2 separate regions of the Pan troglodytes genome follow, and region 2 is linked to region 1. The links are chromatin contacts, called in public Hi-C maps. All regions are on one chromosome and are shown on one strand. Each heading gives the region's core, a stretch centred on a gene start, on an enhancer-like site or on the middle of the called end of the contact. The rest is flanking DNA. Distances are from core to core; before and after follow the strand shown.

Evidence for each region. Hi-C and Micro-C count contacts between places; a contact is called where the count stands out from the background.
Region 2: a Hi-C map of induced pluripotent stem cells shows a contact between it and region 1, with 1.6 times the contacts expected there. The contact joins the promoter of ENO1 here to the enhancer-like site in region 1. A contact is called at or near these places in 1 of 7 Hi-C or Micro-C datasets (induced pluripotent stem cells) and 1 of 1 datasets of contacts at active chromatin or transcription factors (stem cell-derived excitatory neurons).

The regions. Positions count from the first base shown.
Region 1 is chr1:223,090,172-223,096,663 of NHGRI_mPanTro3-v2.0_pri, reverse strand. The region is part of intron 1 of LOC107974792 (a long non-coding RNA gene); the gene reads right to left. Among named protein-coding and RNA genes, the nearest start is that of CA6, 26 kb to the right of the region's middle. Within about 2 kb of position 1,708, at least 1 of the 24 cell types and tissues checked has an H3K27ac peak or open chromatin away from gene starts, as enhancers often do. A contact at or near this core is called in induced pluripotent stem cells, where this site is marked.
Region 2 is chr1:223,129,018-223,134,817 of NHGRI_mPanTro3-v2.0_pri, reverse strand. ENO1 (enolase 1) reads right to left here and starts at 3,824. Exons shown (of 11, transcript NM_001220779.1): 1 at 3,731-3,824; 2 at 814-909. The coding sequence starts at 3,815.

The DNA.
Region 1 (6,492 bases), core at 459-2,958:
TGCCTCAGCCTCCCAAGTAGCTGGGACTACAGGAGCACACCACCATGCCCAGCTAATTTTTGTATTTTTAGTAGAGAGGGGGTTTCACCATGTTGGCCAAGCTGGTCTCGATCTCTTGACCTCGTGATCCACCCACCTCGGCCTCCCAAACTGCTGGGATTACAGGCGTGAGCCACAGCACCTGGCCCCAATACACTCTTGCATTCCTAAGTCCACCTGAGTGCTCACTTCCTGGAGGACCCCACTGACTTAATAATCACATCACAAGACGTCTTACACTCATGAACTGTCCCTACATTAGGCCTAAAAACAGATGCAATCCCCGGACGCCTAAACCAAACCACATTCACCACCACACGACCAGGAGTATACTACGGTCAATGCTCAGAAATCGGCAGAGCTAGCCACAGTTTTATACAACCATCTGGAGAGGAGAGGTGGGCGGGGATTGGATCCTATAGGACCTTGTGGGCCATGGTAAGGGGTTTGAATTCTGTTCTGGTTCTAATGGGAAACCATTGCATGGTTTTAAGAAGAGAAGGGCAATGGATTCATCTTTTTTTTTTTTGAGACGGAGTCTCGCTCTGTCTGTTCCCCAGGCTGGAGTACAGTGGCTCGATCTTTGCTCACTTCAACCTCTGCCTGCTGGGTTCAAGCGAGTCTCCTGCTTCACCTTCCTGTGTAGCTGGGATTACAGGCATGCACCACCACGCCTGGCCTGGATTCACCTTTAGAATGCTTTCCTTGGACTGTAGAAAATAGGAGTGAACACAAGAACCTGGTGGTGATCTTTCAGGAGAAAGATCCTGCTTGGACTAGAGTTGCAGCAGCTGAAGTGGGAAGCAATGGTTGGATTCAGGACATGTGTTTGGAGGGAGAGCCCACAGTCTTACTGATGGGTGGGATGACTGGTATGAGCTACTGGTGATAGCATTTGCTGAGATGGGGAAGACAAGGAGGGGAATGGAGCTGGAGAATGAGGAAGGTGGCAGGTTGGAGATGCCTGCTAGACCTCCAGGGGGAGGCTGAGAAGGTGGTTGGGATTCCAAGTCTTGGAGGTGGGAGGAGAGGTCAGGCTGGAGACAGACATCTGGGAGGTGATATTTAAAGCAGCAGAGCTGGCTGAGACTGAGGAGAGAATGTGCCACCATTGAGCACAGACGTGCAAGGAAGGAAATGGGCGATTTCCTCATCAATACTCTACTCCGGTACATACAAAATACTGAATGTGTTTCAACAATTAAAACAATGAGGTTGGCCAAGTGTGGTGGGGGATGGAGGGGGTGGGGGTGCGGCGGGGATCACTTTCACTCAGGAGATCGAGACCAACCTGGGCAACACGGCAAAATCCCATCTCTACAAAAAATACAGAACCTAGCTGGGTGGGCTTGGTGGCATGCTTGTAGTCCCAGCTACTCTGGAGGCTGAGGTGGGAGGATCACTTGAGCCCAGGAGGCAGAGGTTGCAGTGAGCTGAGATCACACCACTGCACTCCAGCCTGGACGACAGAGCCAGACCCTGTCTCAAAACAAAACAAAAAACCGATGAGGTTGATCTACAGTGTATGTACATCGTGGAAAAGTGTCCATAATACAGAAAGTGAAAAAATCAAACCTCTGAACCATGTGTGTAATAGTCCACCTGCGTGTGTGCGTGACTGTGCATCTGGAGTCTGCAGAAGGGCATGACCACGTGGTTAACAGGTCAACAGCGGCTCTCTCTGCAGAGGGAGCTGGAGGGAAGACAGGAAGCGGAGGGATTTGCTTTTGCTTCTCTACACATTGCTTGGATATTTTATTTATTCCTTCATTTTATTTCATTTCATTTTGCTTTGTTTTAACAAAAGGCATGTATTCCTTGTAGTGTACAATTTCCGGAGCCCACACCTGTTTGCCTGTAGCTAGGACTCAGATCAGATACGTTAAAGGGTGGCCAGGCAAGAGGCAGTGACATCCTGTGTTCCCTGGGGCAGTTCCTCCCTCCTCCGCCTATGAACCACAATCTAGGTAGACCCCCTAGAGGGGCTGGGAGGATCCACTCTTCTTTCCCTTTTTTAAGGGGAAGGGTTTGTTTTGGGAGGAGTTCTTTTGTTAGTCAGAGTGGCCCAAGGGCTCCAGAGGTAAATACAAGCACTCCACTCTCTTCAGTCTCTTTTTACATTGTCTTCCCCAGTGGGGTGCTAAGGGCTGGCCAGGGCATGCTTCCACAAGTTCCTTTGATTATTTAGAAAAAGGCTTACATAATTCAACCCGAAGGACTCTGAGAGGTGAATCGAGTGTGCAGGAATCAACTGGACAGTGGCCGAACAGGAAGTTCAAAACTTGTGAATAGTGTTGTTTTGATTAATTAACCATCTCAGTCTCCCAGGGAGGGGTCTCTAAAGACTGGGCAGTAAAAAAAAGCAACAAAAACAACAAAAACCTCCCCAAACTGTGCAGTAATGTCTTTGCCTGTCCTGGAGGGCCCCTTGGGTAGGTTTTATATGAGCTCGGGTGTCTTGAGTGAGTCCACCATCTGGGAGGCAGGCAGTGCCAACTCAGGGGACCGCAGTGGATGGGAGACTGTGTCAGGGGTGACCCCCAGGGGACCCTGGTCCACTGGTTGGCCAACTTTGTTGTTGTCATCTCTGAGGTTGGGCTGATTGAAAGTGGCCCAAAGACCCAGGGTGATTAAGGTCTCTAGAAGATTCTTGCTATTCTCACTGAGTATTTTAAAACTACAGTTTACTACGTGGGAAACTCCTCAGAAATCATCCCAGTGTTCTTCTTTCTTCTTCTTTTTTTTTTTTTTTTTTTGAGACTGAGTCTCGCTCTTTCGCCCAGGCTGAAGTGCAGGAGCGCGATCTCGGCTCACCACAACCTCCGTCTCCCAGGTTCAAGCGATTCTCCTACCTCAGCCTCCCGAGTAGCTGGGACTACAGGTGTGTGCCACCACACCTGGCTAATTTTTGTATGTTTACAAAGATTAAATGGGGTGACAAAAATTAGATGGGGTTTCACCATTTTGGCCAGGCTGGTCTCAACCTCCTGGTCTCAAGTGATCCGCCATCCTTGGCCTTCCAAAGTGCTGGGATTACAGGTGTGAGCCAACGCACCCGGGCATCCCAGTGTTATTCTTACTGATTGTTGTGTGTGTGTGTGTGTGTGTGTGTGTTGGGGTGGGTGGGTGTGGGTGTGTTTTCTTTTCTTTAAAAAGTTTTTAAAATTTGAGTCAGGGTCTTGCTCTGTTGCCCGGGCTGTAGTGCAGTGGCATAATCGTGGCTCATGGCAGCCTCAAACTCTTGGCCTCAAGCAATCCTCCCATCAGCCTCCCCAAATCCTGGAATTTAACAGGTTGGCCAAGAGCAGTGAGCCATTGCACCTGACCGTGTGCGTGTTTTCTAAAAAGTGCAGATAACTTACTCCTTGGTTTGTTTTCTTAGTGAGCTCATATTGTCTACCTTCTAAAGACCAAAGCGTCAGGACTGCAGAGCCCCATTCTGGCTTTGGCAAACACGTGGAGTGAGACTGGTTTCCACCTGAGAAATAACCCTTCTGGTTTCCCTCCGAGCATGCTCCTCTCCTGTGCGTTACCCACGTGGTAGGGGGATGGTGTTGCAGACTGCAGAGGCTCACCCCATAGACGGAGAACTTCCTAAACTGAGCTGAGTCCTGGTGTCCCATGAAACACTCTACAGAGGCTGCCTGGGGGTGTCTCTCTCGGAAAAGGCTCCCCCAGGTAGTGAGGAAGGCAGGACCTGGCAGAGGGAGAACCCAGTGTTGTTGGAACTGTGGCCGATTCTGCAATGAAGCTCTGGTCCCAAATTGAGACATGAGGTCTGGGCCTTTGCATCTCTGTTTCTTTTTACTTTTAATTTTCTTTTTTCTTTTTTTTTGAGACGGAGTCTCACTCAGTCGCCCAGGCTGGAGTGCAGTGGTGTGATCTCGGCTCACTGCAACCTCCGCCGCCCGGGTTCAAGTGATTCTCCTGCCTCAGCCTCCCAAGTAGCTGGGATTGCAGGTGCGTGCCACCATGCCCGGCTAATTTTTGTGTTTTTAATAGAGATGGGGTTTCACCATGTTGGTCAGGCTGGTCTTGAACTCTTGACCTCAGGTGATCCACCCACCTCGGCCTCCCAAAGTGCTGGGATTACAGGCTTGAGCCATGCGCCCAGCTCTTTTTACTTTTCGAAAGTATGGCTACTTGAAAATTAAAATGACATCCAGGGCTCACTGGATTTGCTCATACAAAGGCAGGGGCATCTAGACCATAGAGAGTAATTGGTGCTGGTTCAATGGCCTTGAACACTACTCATTTTATCAATGAAAAATCATTCTTAGCTTTCATTGTGCTAATTAACAAACCATCTGGTGTGGATTGGAGATAGAGCTAGAGTGGCTTTTGTTGAGTCTTTCAAATGTAGGTTCTAATCACCCCTGGAATTTCGCGCTCCCAATTCCGCAGCGCTGACTGCCGCTAGAAAGCAGGCTGAAGTTAAGTGACACGTACAGTTCGTGCTGAGGGTTTTTGAAGTAAATTACAGGCACCCTTTTCAAGCTCTGAGCTCTTGAGAAGACCACTGAGCTCAAAGTTAGTCCAACAAATAATGTTCATCATACACAGCATCTTCTGTTTAAGAAGGCAGGAAATTGGCCGGGTGCGGTGGCTCACACCTATAATCCTAGGACTTTGAGAGGCCAAGGCTGGCAGATCACTTGAAGTCAGCAGTTCGAGACCAGCCCACATGGCGAAACCCTATTTCTACTAAAAATACAAAAAATTAGCCAGGCATGATGGCGTGTGCCTATAGTCTCAGCTACTCGGGAGGCTGAGGTATGAGAATTGCTTGAACCCAGGAGGCGGATGTTGCAGTGAGCCCAGATCATGCCACTGCACTCCAGCCTGGGCGACAGAGCGAGACTGTATCAAAACAATCAAGCAAAAATGGTTGTTGTCAACACAGTGGGTAACATCTGAACCAAACGAGCCAGGAAATTGAGCACTTGGTTTTAGAAAACTTTTCATCCAAAAAGGGTAACAGATTTATAATGTGAGTTTAAAGGGGTCATCTCGAGTTTTCAAGAACATTCATTTATGCCAAGCAGCTCCTTCTCCACTGATATCAAAGATATTTTACTGTAGAGGGCACCAAATACACCCCTTCATTATTTTCTCCTTTTAAAGAAAACAGGACAAATTAGTGACCTGGAAGGTTTGGATAAAAACACATCAGAGAAATCATTGTTCTGAGAGTTCTTTTCAGCTTAATTAATTCACATTGGCTGCTCAAATTCATTTTAGGTCTGGAGGCGATTTTCAAACAAAATGTTATGACAGAGATCATAACAAAGATTTGGAGCAAAGATTTCTGTTTGCTGAGCTGTCACTCAAGCTAAACAGATAGCAACAGGGAATCTTTAGGCAAATTAACTTTCCCCTGAATGGGTTCTTTTATCCTGTCCATCTGCATTCATTCCCATGGGTACTTCGAGACCGAGCTAACAAGTCAGATATACATAATAAAGAAAATTGCTCAAGGGGAAAAAAAAATCAACTGTTCATTTGGGAAAATGTGGTGCTGGTCTAAATAAAATTCTCTATTAATTTCGAGGGGTCTAAAAATCTATCACCAGTTCTTCAAAAAGTTAAACAGACTTATCCTATGGCCCAGCAATTACATTCCTAGGTACGCACCCCGAAGAACCGAAAACAGATAGTCAAACAAATACTTGCACACAAATGTTCATCGCAGCGCTATTCTCAATAGCCAAAAAGTGGAAATTACTCAAAATTCCATCAACAGATGAATGGAGAAACAAAATGTGGTATATACGTATACAACAGAATATCATCCAGCCGTGAAAACAAATTAACTACTGATGTGTGATACAACGTAGATGAACCTCAGAAACATGACCTTAAGTGTTAAAAGCCAGACATAAAGATCATGATTCCGCTTATGTGAAATATATGAATGATCCCCTTTATATGAAATATTCAGAATAGGTGAATTTATCAAGACAGAAAGCAGATTAGTGGTTGTCAAGGGATGGGGGAGGGGGGAATTAGGAATGACCGCTAATGGGTACGGGGTTTTCTTTCGGGGTGATGAAAATGTTTTGGAACAAGATAGAGGGGCTGGTACACAGCATCTGTGAAGGTACTAAATGCCACTGAAGTGTACTTTTTAAAAAGGTTAATGTGGTGAGTTGCAGTGGCTCACGCCCGTAATCCCAGCACTTTGGGAGGCTGAGGTGAGTGGATCACCTGAGCTCAGGAGTTCGAGACCAGCCTGGCCAACATGGTGAAACTCCGTCTCTACTAAAAATACAAAAAAATTAGCCAAGTGTGGTGGCGGGTGCCTGTAATCCCAGCTACTCAGGAGGCTGAGACAGGAGAATCACTTGAACCCAGGAGGCAGAGGTCGCAGTGACCTGAGATCTTGCCATTGCACTCCAGCCTGGACAACAAGAGCGAAACTCTGTCTCAAAAAAAAAAAAAAAAAAGTTAATG
Region 2 (5,800 bases), core at 2,575-5,074, 36 kb before region 1:
AGTAAGTCCCCACGTACGCCATTAAACAACGGTCAAATGGTAACATGTTCGTGTGTGTAGAGTGCTTCTTACAGCATTAAAGCGGGACTGAACACCCAGCACCACCACTGCGACACCAGCCCAGTGTTTCACAACCTGATTTCATCATTGTCCCCTCCCTGCAGCCTTTTTGGAGTTTTCCGGGTCCCCCACTGAGAATGCGTGATCTAGCCCTATGTGCTTTTCTGTAATTTGGCCACATGTTCTATCTCTAGAAAGGTCAATGTTGCACACACACTAAGTCAATTTGAATACAGCCAGAGGCTGGCTCTGCCACAGAGCAGGGCTCCTGTGAGTCAGTCAACAGGAAAATCAGACTAAATGACACACCTGCAGCTCACCATTCAGGGCAGGTCATTGGTTAGACCTTCCCTGGATCCTTTCTAGCCCTTGAAGAGGCTGACGATCTCTGGAGGGCCCACAGAACCCTCCTGGGAGATGGGGAAACTTTTCTTTAGTTAACAGGCCCTGTTCTCATGCTTGGGTTCCTGTCCTAACCGTGAAGGAGTATTTCGCAGATTGGGAACAAACTGCAATAGAAACAAGCATTGGAACTCTCGACCCAGAGCATGCAGGCTCGGGAACCCCGGAATCCACACACCAACTTTCCTGTCCACAAGGTGGTGCACTGCTTCCATCAACATCATGGGTCACAGCAGGTTTACCTGCCATAAACCTGCAAGTGCAAGTGCCACCCAGAGAGGACAGGACTGGGCAAGGCCAGGAACGGGGCTGGAAGCAGGGAGGCCGTGGGCTGTGGGTTCTAAGGCTTACCCTTCCCCATATAGCGAGTCTTATCATTGTCCCGGAGCTCTAGGGCCTCATAGATACCAGTTGAAGCACCACTGGGCACAGCAGCTCTGAAGAGACCTGGATGAGAGGAAAAAAGATGTGGTAGCAATTCAGAAATCCAGTTCCAGCACAATCCCAAGTCCCCTCCCGCCCACAGATGCATTTGTCATTAGGGAGCTGTTTCTTCCTCCTACCAGCTGTGTGAATTAAACGCTCTGGGCTGTTCTTCATGCCTTTCACATGTTTATGATCCTGTACTGCAGAACTTACTGCAAAGATGACTAATTCCTCTAGCAGAAAGAAAGTGTTCTACAGCAGAGCCTACATGCCACCTGGGGGTCTTGTTAAAATGCAGATTCTGACCCAGGCAAATATGCATCCCTCACAAGCTCGCGTTGGTGCCCTGTGGATTACTCCAGCAGCACTGCCCAAGAGAAATCCAATGCGAGCCACACAGGGCATTGAAGACGTTCTGGTACTTTTTTTTTTTTCTTTTGAGACAGAATCTCGCTCTATCCCCCAGGCTAGAGTGCATGGCATGATCTTGGCTCACTGCAATCTCCACCTCCTGGGTTCAAGCGATTCTCCTGCATCAGGCTCCCCAGCAACTGGGACTACAGCAGCGTGCCACCACGCCCGGCTAGTTTTTGTATTTTTAGTAAAGATGGGGTTTCACCATGTTGGCCAGGCTGGTCTTGAACTCCTGATCTCAGGTGATCTGCCCACCTCGGCCTCCCAAAATGCTGGGATTACAGGCATGAGCCACCATGCCCAGACAGGTACTATATTGATGTTAAGCATAAAATTAGGGTAATTTAACTGGCTCAGGAGGAGTATCTAGCTCATTTGTTTCAGTTTGGACAATGCTAAATGCTATTTTAGGGGTTCTATGCCCAACTGGAAACTGGCAAACAGGATGGATGTGGGGGGAAGGAATAAAGATGATAAAATGCGCAGCTTAATAAAGGTAAGAACTGAAGCAAGTCATCCTGCAGATACTGGAACCAGCCATCTGGCGAAACCTATACCTGTAACAAGGGCAATCTTTGGTGGAGGCAAAAGAACAGATGGTGTCAAGGAAGATGTTGCAGAGAAACCAACAAGATATTTCTAGCAAAGGACCCAGCAGCCTTCCCTGCCGCACTGCAGTGTGCGCTATCAACAGGTCATACTTCCTTCTTGAAACCTGCCCTGGCTCCCTACATATCCACCCTACACTGGATCAGGCAAAGACAAGATGAAAACAAGAGGCTTGGAGTGTACAGACTTTTGGTGATAATAACGTGTTCACGTATGTTGACCACTCTAGTGGGGATGCTGACAATGGGGGGGCTGCGCATGTGCAAAGGCAGTGGGTACTCGTGGGTTTATGTACCTCTGCACCTTCCGCCTGCTTCTGCTGTGAACCTAAAACTGCTCTAAAAAAGTTGATGAGACAGGGAGAGAGAGAGATGAAAGGTTCTGAGCAAGTCCATCATTTCATGTTTTTTGAAAAGGATTAAGACACACAAGAGAAAGTTCCATGCATTTCAATTTCAAAATATCCAACTCCCAACAATCTTCTAGCGTCTGGGGTCTTTTGTTGCTTAAAGTTCATTAATATCCAAGTAGAAAGTTCCATCCATTGACTAAGCAAACCACTCTTACTGGATGAAGGGAATTCTTGGCATCCTGTGAGAACCCTCAGGGTTCCCCATAAAGCCAGTGAAAAACCCCACTGTGCTTGAGAGCCCACACAGCAAGCAGCCAACTCAGGCATTCTTTTGCCCAACGAAGTCAGGCCTCAACGATCCTTTCTTCCGGAGGGGCAGGGGAAATGCAAGGGGAAGGGAAGGGCTGGGGTTCCACTGCTAGGCCTGTGACTCACAGATGGTGACTCAGCTCCGACTGGCAGTTCTCTGTGAGTTTAGCACTGCTGAGTGATTCTGCCTGAAGCTCCTTTGCCAACCTCACCCACTCTGTCCATCGCGCCATGTGCTGGAGGTAACATAGAGCTATAAAGGCACTGGATTTTCTTCTTAAAGGAAGGAGTTTCACAATTCTCTAATTTTTTCATAAGAAAACTCCTCCTATGGGGATTGACAGCCAGGTAAAAATGAGAGCCTCCGGACTATTCCAAAGCCTACAGGTAAAAACTGTCCTTGATCCTTGCTGAAGACTGATTTCTAGTCACAAAGATAAAGGTGCTATATTCACTCCTGCTATCCCTCCCCTTATCAAGAGATACCATCCTATCACACTGTATCTCCGCATTTGGTCACAGCAAGCTGTCAACCAACAACTAGTGATGGGCTCCTTTAGGGACAAGGTCTTGTGGTATCACCTTACTTCCTTACCTCACTGACTTAGGAGCCAACTTATGTGGTTTTAAGCCAAGGACCTGGCAGGATCAGGCGGGGTGGCTCACACCTATAATACCGGCACTTTGGGAGGCAGAGGCGGGCAGATCACCTGAGTGAGGTCAGGAGTTCGAGACCAGCCTGACCAATATGGTGAAACCCCTGTCTCTCCCAAAAATGCAAAAATTAGCCAGGTGTGGTGGTGCACACCTGTAGTCCCAGCTACTTGGGAGGCTGAGACAGAAGAATTGCTTGAACCTGGGAGGCAGAGGTTGCAGTAAGCTGAAATCATGCCACTGCACTCCAGCCTGGGTGACAGAGCAAGACTCCATCTCAAAAAAAAAGAAAAGAAAAAAATAAGCCGAGAAGCAGCAAGACACTGGCTCCATGCCTAAAAATCCCCCAACCCTCACAGTCAGGAATCACAACCTACTAGCATGTGCAGACAGAAAGAAAAGCTTTAACAGATTTTTTTTTTCCTAAGGCTCCAGCATTTGTAGAAAAATTTTAAAATGAAGCATGGTGGAAGGAACCATGGAAACCAAGGAGGTGGCACATACCTTTCGAGGTGAAGAGATCAACCTCAACAGTGGGATTCCCGCGAGAGTCAAAGATCTCCCTGGCATGGATCTTGAGAATAGACATGGTGAACTTCTGTAGAAGAAACACACAGTTCATGTTTTCCATAAGCCATAATGCTGCATTTCCTCACTCATTCAAGGAATCACTTCCGAGGTTCGTGGACTAGAAAGAATCAGCACTGAACTAAATACTGGATGTAGGAAAGCTGGCTAGGGTGGGGGAAAAAGCCTGCTGGAAAGCAGTGGGAATTCTCCTAATTAAGTAGTTAGGGCCTAGCTGCGGAAGGCCTTAACCTATTTATGCCTAGTGTTCCATTATTGGAACGCTAAGGGCGTGGGAGTTATTTTTATCCGACTGTTCAAGTCATTGCCAAGGTCTGATTTTTCACAAAAAGATTTGCAACCTCTGGCATAAATGGGTTAAACCCTAGCAACTGAGGTCTTGTTCTGTAAGAAAAAAGAAAAAAAAAAAAGAGAGAAAAAGCCCACAAATGTGTGTGCCCAGGGAGAATCAAATCCAAATAGAAAGATGAATGTGTTGCTGGACGCAGAGTGGCCCAGGAGCTGTCTGAAACTGGCTATTGTCATGAGTGAACAATGAGGGCTGGCATGGGAATGGAAAGGAACCAAGAACAGACATGAAGGTCACAAGCAAAACCACCTAGGGCCAAAAAGAGGGTGGCGGGACCAGGGGAAAACCTTGCTTGTAGCAGAATTAAAACAAAATAGTGAATGAAGTTTGGACATAATTCTTCAGATTAATATTCACTTAGTAGGTATTTGATCAGAAATTCTGAGTTTGGAAGTCAGGAACAATGAAGTCCTTGGACCGTGTGATCTTGGCTACTGCCACTTCCTGGGACTTTCCAATTTCACAGTACTTGGGTCTTCAGTGTTGTTATGTCATTAATGATAACATCTTTATTTTATTTTAGTTACTTTTTAAAGAGATGGCGGTCTCACTATGCTGCCCAGGCTGCTCTCAAACTCCTGGGCTCAAGCGATCCTCCCCTGCCTTGGCCTCCCAAAGCATGCTAGGATGATTATAGGGGTAAGCCACCAGGACCAGCCAATAATGACATCTAATTATTTCTTCCCAACGGGGTTTTATAATTTGTAAATAGAGGAAAGATTCTTTGAACACCAGGATACTTCAAGGGAAGGGGCTTCCTTTAACACCACCTTAAAAAAAAATACAAGAATTTCCAGTAATGAACAACAAATACCAATTCCTCAAAGAAAAACCCGTTCTTACTTTTTTCCTTGGCACTCTCCAAAGAAACTAACTGAACAACTTATAGAACTGAGGTGGGTGAGAGGAACTTAGTGTTTAAAGCCATTATCTACCTGGGCTCCCCTCCAACATCTTCTCTGGAATGTCCTGAGGTGGCAAGTGGCAGGTTTTTAACTTTCAAAATTATTTACTGAAGTCACTTCTGTGGCTTTGTTGTCTATGTAACAATGGAGTTTTATTCATTAGCCAAAAAAAGGTACTTACTTTTTACTAGGTTCCAAAAAGGCAAATTTGTTTAAACTTATTTTTAGATTTAATTTTGCATTTTGGCAAATTATATACCCGAGTAACATTTCCATCACTGCAAAAAGTTATCTCAGGCCATTTCCAGTCAATATCCCCCTGCCCCATCTCCAGGCCACCACTGTGGTATACTTTGTGTACTTCAGTCATACTTTTAAAGGCAATTTTATTAGGGTGCCTCAGTATTTTTGTTTTCATTTTAGTGACTTAAGACGAAAGTCTTGGCCGGGCGCGGTGGCTCACGCCTGTAATCCCAGCACTTTGGGAGGCCGAGGAGGGTGGATCACGAGGTCAGGAGAGGAGGCTGAGGCAGAAGAATGGTGTGAACCCGGGAGGTGGAGCTTGCAGTGAGTCGAGATCGCGCCACTACACTCCAGCCTGGGCGACAGAGAGACTCCGTCTCAGAAAAAAAAAAAGACAAACGTCTTAGGATGTGAAAATAAAGTGTGATTTTTTTTAATTTTTTGAGACGGAGTTTCGCTGTTGTCGCCCAGACTGGAGTGCAATGGCGC